Linked DNA regions of Mus musculus: region 1 is linked to region 2. Evidence: chromatin contacts called from public promoter capture Hi-C data. All regions are on one chromosome and are shown on one strand. The core of a region is the stretch at or near the end of the contact, and the rest is flanking DNA. Distances in the headings are between cores, read along the strand shown. Region 1 has its middle 65 kb from the start of Gpr26. Region 2 holds the start of Gpr26 (G protein-coupled receptor 26).

Region 1 (4,318 bases), core at 434-2,933, 66 kb before region 2:
TCACAGCCACTTGTATCCTCAGCCCCAGAGAGAACTGTCACCTCTGGCCTCTGTGGGCACTGCACTCATATACAAATACCCTCACACAGAATACAGTTTTTAGAAATTCCCATACATCTGGCCACAGAAACGTTCTGAGTGTTGAGAGGAGGTAGGAAAAGCCTATTAATTTGGTTATTTATTTTCTCTGCACCAAATATGGACAGAAAAATGGCTGCACTTCCCAACTGTCCTTGTGAGTACTGGTGGTGTCATGTTTAATCTTTGTACAAGGAACTATGAGTGACAGTCCTGGGAAGGCTCTTGAAGGAGTGTCTCCTTTGTTTTCTCCTTTCTCCTGACAATGTGGAACAGGGGCACAGAGCCGGTGCTCCTGCAGCTGCCTTTGATGACTAATTTAGAGGGGAACCAAGCCTTAAGGATGGCAGAGCCTGGAGCCACCAGAATGCTGCCACAGCAGTCCCTTAGATGCCTGCCTCTGGACATGTCAACCATCTTGGCTTCAGGTGCCAAGGGTTTAATGTGACATGTTGTAGAACATATAACGTCACATGCTTCAGAGCATGTTTGTCCCAGTGACAGGGCTGCAAAGGCCAGCATAGCCAATGCTAAGCAGCATTGAACCCAGTAACAGGTTAGCCCATTTTCTAATTGTATCCTCCCCAGGGAATTGAAACCTGAAGCCACAAAGCTGGGCTGTGACTGACGCTTCATGTTTACTGGGTTATTCACAACTGGGGTTTTTATATTCTGTCTCAAGTGAAGGCCCTTTGCCCAAACTCTTTGTCTCCTGTTCCTAGGCTGACGATGCTCACAGTGTAGTGGCCACTGTTAAGTAGCCTGAAGAAAGCATTCAGTGTTCCAGCACGCTGCCATCACTACTGCATTGCACACCTCAGGCTATGGAACCAGAATCTCTCTCACTGGCCTGCACAACTCTGTATTTCTAGAGAATAAAGAGCTTCATGAATAGCTTCTGAAAACTGCTTATCCTTTCTAGTTGCTCAACCGACAAAGAACTTTGCAGAATACTTCCTTAAATTTGGAACCAATCAGAGAGTAGTCAGATATTCTCTAAGGATGCTCTCCTCAGCTCTCTGCACCTTCCCATACCTGGGCACCTGCAGTCTGCTCTGTGACCCAGCTGCCCATCCTCTTTTTCTGCCTTTCAGAATTCTCCAGAACAGATGGGATGGTGGGTGGCCCCCTTGCTCGAACGAACCCTGGTGAGTAGCTCACTCTCGTGCGGCTGGAGATAGATTTGAGTCTACCGTCTGTCTCTCCCCACTCATGGCCAGCTGTGAGCAAGCCTGCAGCCAGGAGGGACCTTTCTGCTTTGGTAAACTCATCTCCATTTATTGTAGGCCTGCTGGGTAAATGCATTCATTACATTTACCCAGCACTTTGCCCACCATCATCTGATTTGTCCCTCTCCACAATTCCTCCTCTCCTGCTGTGCAAATGAGTAGATGGTTGGAGATGGGAGTGGCCAATTTACTGCCCTACCAGTAAGGGCTGCACAGGAGGGGCTGTGCCAGCTTTTACCCTGCCCCAATCCCTTCTGATGTAGAACAGACAAACAAACCGCATTAGCTCAACTCTGCCACCTGACTATGTTTGCTTAGGGTTCACAGCTCCAGATAACAGCATATGGTTTCTTCTATACAGAGTTGGTTTCCCTCCAGGTATCTCAGCTCTCTGTCTTCCTCCCCCATGCAGCAGAGGCTTGGATTTCAGAGCCCCAGTCTGAAGAGAGAATATCTTGTGTATTGTATGGATGCATCACCTGTCAATTAAAAAGCCTATGGCTTATGGATTAGTAGGGAATAGAGGTGAGACATCTGGGAGGCAGAGAGGATTCTGAGAGAGAGTCAGGTGGGAAGATCCACCGGGAAAATGTGCCCAGACAGATGGACACATGGTAGCTGAGCACAAGTAGCCAGCCACATGGCAGAATGTAGGCAAGAATAAATGGGATATTTTACTTTGCATCTAGTCAGAGAAGAACCTAGCTCTATAGCCAAGGTATTTGTAAATATATTTTTGAGTCTGAGTCTTATTTCTGGGAGCATGGGGCTGGGAGGAAGAACAAGGGCCCAACTTCAACAACTGTCTATTTCAGGCTGTGCCTGGTGAAAGCAAGCCCTGTGCTGCTGATGCAGTCGGGAACCTGCAAAAGCAAATCAGGATGTTGTTATTCTTCACGGTTGCAGGGGGGGGGGGCCCGCAATGCCTGAGGCCCATCCTGCTGCTGCCCAGACCCTCTGTAGAGACCGAATGAGGCTCTACCAAACACGAATGGTATGAAATGTGAGTGAATGGCATGAAATGTGAGTGCAGGCCTTTTTAGAAAAGCTGAGTCAAAGAAATGTCTGGTGCAAGCCACACCTTTCCCCATGTCAATGTTAGGAATTTCAGAAGTTCTCACTGTCCTGTAAGAGTCTGAGAACAGGCACACCCAACCTTAGGTTCCTGAGTCATTGCATAAGACAGAAACAGGAGCCCATGGTCACTGGGGATTCTGGCCTCTCATGTACCTCAGCCTCGGGAGGCAGTGAGTGAGCTAGGCAGGAGAAATAGAGGAAGACCTTCGACTGGAAAAGCCAATACTTCTCTTATGGCTGGGACACTTTAGAGCTGGGGGATTTTGCATAGAAAAGGACCCCAACTATTCAATAAACATGGAAGGTCCTGGAACCTTCTTCCAGGAAGGGAATCTGGTGGCCTGAGCCAAGCATGTTACACAATACTTAAAACTCTTGGGGGTTTTTTTTTGGTGAAATGATTTTTTTTTTGGTGGAGGGGGAAAAAAACAAGCTAAGGGTTTGCTGTGGTCACACTAGTAGCTCTGAGGCTTTCATGAGGGAAAGTCCCCTGGCCTTCTGATGGGAAGACAGTAAAATGGGGAGTCTGAGAAACTAGTGTTTAGGGAAAGGACAGATACCTGGTAAACTTTCCAGGTGGGATTCAGAGGAGACCACTGTACTTAGTGAACTATTTGGTTTAATAAGGTGCCTTGGTTTAGGGTTTCCCAGATGTTGGGTCTCAATAAGAACTGGGGTGCTGGGAGCTTATTTGACAGGACACTGATTTGGGATTGGAGGAAGGAGGAACAGTGGTGGGTGGAGGAGATAAGGTCCCTGACTGAGTAGCAGTGACTCATGCCATGGGGGTCTTCCAGAAGAATAGAAGTTCCCCTGCTATCATCCAGTGGAGGACAGGAGGTAGGAGTGTTGAACCCCTGCTTTTTGCCTGCTGGGCAAAGGCTGCCCCAGGGGTGTTAACACTTTGCCCTCTGATACATTTGGATGTGGCCAGTAGACTCCTGGAGGAGGATGCTGTCCAAGAAGAGCTTGGTGTAAAGTCAGGGAGATGGAGCATTTGAGGTGGAGCATACTCGGTCCGCAGGAAATGAGTGTGAAACTGGGATCACGGGCTGCTGGCCAGGAGGCCGAAGTGCCATTCCCCATGAGCAAAAGACAACCATGAAAGGAGCACCTGGGACACAGCCCATTCAGGTGACGTTCTGAATCCATCATGGCGACACGTGGCCTGAGAACACTTACTAATATCTCTTCTCAGCTCCCTGATGCAGGCAGTAATAACTGTAAGAACTCTGCACAAACACTCCTGTACCCACAAAGCAGGAATCGAATGGGACATTGATCGGGCACAACCCTGATCCACTAATTCATCCATTTAACAAGTTATTTAGTGAGCCCCTACTGCTTACCCAGCATCATGGGGTCAGTAGACACAGCAGGGGAGGGAGCAGGAGATGGCTCTGTCCTATGGATGTGGAGTTTTCTCCCATCCTTAGCTTCAGCCCCAGTAAGTATGCCATGGATGTGTAAAAGAATTGATTTCCAGAATATCAGAGTTTGTGCTGCTTTCACAACAGAAACCAGTGAGCAGAGACAGGCACTGGGGGTTTAAGTTGCTCTTTACTCCGGGAGCCAGCAGTCTGAGGAAGCAGCAGGCTATCACCCCAACTGCCTCGTTCCTCATCTAGAGCTAGTAGATTCTATGGAGTGGGCAAAACCAGTCAGACACTCAGGTGCTCAGCCCACACCTCTGAGCCTTGTGATGTCTGTGTCTGTCTTGCAATCTGCCCTCTTTCTGTGGACATCTAGGCTCAGGTAGTTCTTGCAACGCTGAGTCTAGTTAAGTTTGTGGTGGGACAAGCTTCCATTTTCCAGGGGCATCTAGGCTGGGTGGGTTACAACGTGGACATCCTAAGCTACTAACGATATGTATGTGTGGACTCTTTTTCCTAGAACATGGAATATATATGTGTCCTTTGAGTACAGAATATCCA
Region 2 (4,439 bases), core at 184-2,683:
CCATTTGAAGAGTTCTTAAGGGTTTTCCAATCCTCTAGATACCCCTCTCAGATCCAAACCACTTTCAAGCTTCGAAAAGTGAACAGAGTTCACTGCCCAGAGTATAAGGGTAACAAGATGTTCTGGCTGGGGTTTCAGTCCCATGTTTCAGAAAGTGAAGCTCTAGGCACCCGTTTAAACAGGATCTGCTATTCCACCCGTGCTTAATGCCATTGATGCAGAAAGGGGATCTCCCGGGATGCTGGGACCTTCCTAACTCAATACCAAGTGCTCAGAGTCTTGGGTCAGGGCACTCACCTGGGGTGTATGTCCACCAACAGCACAAGCGTCTGCATGGTGATCACGTCGATGCGCTTGCAGTGGAAGCGGGCCACCTTGAGCACCTTGAGGTACGTGAAGCAGAGCACGATGAAGGAGAGCAGGAAGCTGAGCGCATGGAAGGCGCTGGTGAAGACAGCAAAGCGCAGGCGCTCGTCCGGCCGCCGGCTGCACAGTGTGCACGAGGCATATAGCTGGTGGAAGCCGAGCCAGGACAGGGCGAGCGCGGTGGCCGGGAAGGTGAGCGCGTGCAGCCACGTGTAGGCCACCATGAAGGCGGCATCTCGGAGGCGCATCTTGGCACGGTAGCTCAGCGGAAAGACCACAGCCACCCAGCGGTCGATGCTGAGCGCGGCCATGCTGAGCATGGAGTTGGCGGCCAGAAAGGTGTCGAGGAAGGCGGCCAGGCGGCACAGGCGGTCCCCGGCCGGCTGCCGTTGTGCCACGACGCCGGCCAGTGTTAGTGGCATGTTGACCACGGTACACAGCAGGTTGCCACACGTGAGGTTGAGAGTGAAGAGCGCCGGCGCCTGGCGGCGGATGTCAGCGCTGTGCAGGAGGCAGAGCAGCACCAGCCCGTTGGACAGCAGCGACACGCCGATAGTGCCCACCAGCAGCCCCGCCAGGCCCGCGTCCCACGAGTTCATGGTGCGCGCCCGCCGCTGGCGCTCAGGGCCCGCAACCCCGCGCCGCCATGGCGCAGCCTGCTGTCGACTCAGCCCCTAGGCGACACGGCAGCCCAGCGACCCCTGGCCCTTGTCGCCATGGCTACCCAGAGGGCATCCACCAACCCAGAAGCCCGCGCCACCCCCTGGGCCAGCACCTAGGCACGCAGCCTCCCGGAGCCCCGCGCCACCTCCCAGGCGAGCACCTGGGCACGGAACCACTCGGAGTCTGGGGTCACCTCACCGGCGATCACCTAGGCGAGTGTTCACTCCCAGTCCCGCACCACCTCTTGGCCTGTGCTCCTCTGACCTCCTGAAGTGCCCTGGAATCCGGGGTCGCAGTCTCCTGTGGTCACTGGCTTTGCGTCTGCCTGCACCCGCCCTTACTGGGTCCCTCTCAGCTCTGGCTCTGCTCCGCACACCCTTCTGCTTTGTGGCTTTCTCTCTGTCTCCCTCTCTCTGCCTCTGTGCTCAGTCTCCTGTGTGCTCTCACTTTCTGCCCCCTCCCCCTTCTGTCTCTCCCACCTCCAATTTTCTCCTCCCTTTCTTTCTCCTTTCTCTCTTTTTTCTCTTAGGAAACTGGCTGCTTCTGAGAAGGAAATCCCACCGATTCTCTCTCTCTCTCTCTCTCTCTCTCTCTCTCTCTCTCTCACACACACACACACACACACACACATACACACACACACACACTTGGAGGGAAGGAGCCCTACCGGCTCCCTTGCAGAATGGCTGGCTCCCAGTGGCTCCCCTCCTCCCCTTCCTTTCTATCCTCCCCTATATGAGCTGGAGACAGGCTGAGTCAAGAAATCTAGGAAAAGGGAAGAATGTCTGGGCACCCTCATGTCCCAGTGCTGCTTGTCCCTGCCTAGGTGACCAGACCTTGACCCAGTCCACCTGCCCCATAGCTGCCCAGCATCTAGGATTGCTGCTGTTATCTAAGATGAACTGGGGAGCTTGGCTAGGCTTCTGCTGAGCTGGGATAGAATTCACAGTTCTGTCTTGCATTATGGCCAGAGATCTCCTGAGATCTCCCCTCATCTATCTGCAGGCAGTTGCTGTACTGCTGGACACTGAGTCTCCAGAGCTTCGTCTCTTCACTCTCTAGTCATTCAGCTACACTCTCAGATATGGTGCAAGGTCACTTGAGGCTCACCGGGACATCCCTTGGGCATGCCATCAGTCAAGAACACACTCTGTCCATGGTCATCAGAAGTAGTCCTGGTGTAGCTGGTTCTGGACACTCATTGTGTCCTGGGCCAGCTGCTGTCCTGTCCATTCTGGGTGTGGCGAGCCAGCGAGTATAAGCTTATTAGGCATGTGGATGAACTGTTCAGAGAATGGGAGGATAGCGGATGTCTCTGTTTGATCCAGATCATCAGAGTTTGGGACATAAAGGGTCTCAGCCTCCCCTCAGGTAAACATGTGGGAACTGTGTCTCTTCTATCCCTAGTCCAGACTCCGTAGTTTCAAAGGTGCTTGGTGGACAGACAGGTGACAACTTTCAGAGCTTCCTCAGTCTCTTGCCTTTCTATGGGATGCTACCTCCTCCAGTGACCACCTACACTGTATTTCAGAGCCTGGTGAGATGGCCAGTGATGACTGTACATAGCCAGACCTCAGTCTGAAAGAAACCAAATATAGACAGTTTCCCTAAGGGAGCTGTTGTGTCTCCCCCATCACACTAATTATCTTCCCTCACATAGATTCAAGGATGGAGGGGGTTAATCTAAAGCACCTGCAAGTCAGAGAGAACAATGGCCTTTCTCTTCTACACCTTGACAGATGCTAAGCACCACTATAATGAATATACCCAAGAGTGCCCAGGACAGGACCACTTCTTACCAGCTTCCAAGGGTGCCTGGGAACCCTTCTGCAACCCCCCTTAAGAGGCAGCACATTGGTAATAGAAACCTGACACTCTAAGGGCATTTATACCACAGAAACAAACAAATGTCACAGCTCAGCCCGCCCCACCCGCAATCTGAGCCCGTGGTTAAGCAGTTACCAGCACATCACTCACTGACCTCACAAGACCCTGAGCCAAACACCCATCTTCCCCGAGTCTTGGCTTCCTTATCTGTTTTTTAGAGCTGCGTTGATACTGTGTGGAAGTGGTTTTGCCTCTCAGGGAAGAGAAAAGCAAGCAGAATGCTGTCATCCTTCTCAGCCCTTGGTCTCCTCATGGGGCCTACAGAACTCAGGTTGGCTGTGCATCTTCATCTCTTGCTTGGTTGATGACAACAACAATGTGGGCTGTTCACCCATGTGTCTCCCTGCTTCCACAGACTGTCTTGATAAGCCTCTCCCCTGGGATGAGATGGATGTTTAGGGATTGCTTCTGGAGTAAACCAGTATGTTTTGGGACACACCAGTGGATCCTTGATTCTTACATTATAATGTTCTATAGAATGACTTCCTGTGCTGTTTAAATTCAGATTCCTGGGGTTTCTAAGTCAGGTTTGCCTCATTTACTAGCTCTACAAATGATGCTCAGAAGTGGTCAGGCTAGACAGATGATGCTAACCATGCCCTGGACACATCCACCATCAGTGGCCTAATGCTCTGGCCTCACAAAAGGACCACCAGTGTTTGTAGGAAGCACAGGCTACAATGCATTAATTCATGGCATACAAGTTGCCAAAACCTGTCCAAACATCACATCTGATTTAATTCTTGCAAAAATGACAAGAGAAAGAGTTAACTACAGCTGGTATTTCGGAGATAAAGACAGCAGAGAACAGACAGAGACGTTAAGTGACACAACTGGCGAGGGATGAAGCCAGCATACCCAGCTCCACAGGCTGGCTTTTACTGTGAGCTTCAGAGCTCCTCAGTCACCCTTTCAATGAGATGCCTTTGTTCTATAACTTAAAAGAACCTCGACTTCTCTGCATCAAATGATGTTGATAACCAGGTAACTGGGCCAACAGTAAGAAATCAGTATTTCAGTTCTCTCTCTCTCTCTCTCTCTCTCTCTCTCTCTCTCTGTGTGTGTGTGTGTGTGTTCTCTCTCTCTCTTTCTCTCTCTCTCTGTGTGTGTGTGTGTGTGTGTGTGTATCTCCCTCCCTCCCTCCCTCCCTCCCCCCAGCCACCTCACCTCACACACTCAGCATATTGAAGATCATTTGTTCTCTGAATTCCTAAGGGCAACATTGAAAGGTTAAAATGCCAGAATAGAAATTCAGAATATTATAACTCAGTTTGCTGAGGAACCAAGGCTCATTTTCTCCTGCTTATTTAAACAAAATTTTCTGCTCCCAGTGGGATTGTAGGAGGGCTGATCTCCATGGCAACCAGGTCCCCAGCCTTGTTGGCCTTAGCCAGGTCAGGCTTCAGAGTTCGGGTCTAACATAGCCTTACACACTCATAATGAGGTCACAACCATAGCTCTGTCTGGGACCTGATACTAGTCTATGATGATCCTCCAGAAGAGAATCTGAGAATCCAGCCCAC

The links. Promoter capture Hi-C pulls out the DNA fragments that hold promoters and counts their contacts.
Region 1: a promoter capture Hi-C map of hippocampal neurons shows a contact between it and region 2, with 2.6 times the contacts expected there. The contact joins the enhancer-like site here to the promoter of Gpr26 in region 2. A contact is called at or near these places in 1 of 39 promoter capture datasets (hippocampal neurons), 4 of 484 Hi-C or Micro-C datasets (cerebral cortex, embryonic stem cells and nephron progenitors) and 2 of 9 other capture datasets (adipose tissue and pancreatic islet).

Annotation. Positions count from the first base shown.
Region 1 is chr7:132,029,341-132,033,658 of GRCm38.p6, reverse strand. It overlaps a transcript of Cpxm2 not described here. Among named protein-coding and RNA genes, the nearest start is that of Gpr26, 65 kb to the right of the region's middle. Within about 2 kb of position 1,683, at least 18 of the 459 cell types and tissues checked have an H3K27ac peak or open chromatin away from gene starts, as enhancers often do. A contact at or near this core is called in cerebral cortex, hippocampal neurons and pancreatic islet, where this site is marked.
Region 2 is chr7:131,963,454-131,967,892 of GRCm38.p6, reverse strand. Gpr26 (G protein-coupled receptor 26) reads right to left here and starts at 1,433. Exons shown (of 3, transcript NM_173410.3): 1 at 298-1,433. The coding sequence starts at 965. It overlaps Gm34725 (a long non-coding RNA gene), which reads left to right and starts at 4,156. Exons shown (of 3, transcript XR_378540.1): 1 at 4,156-4,439.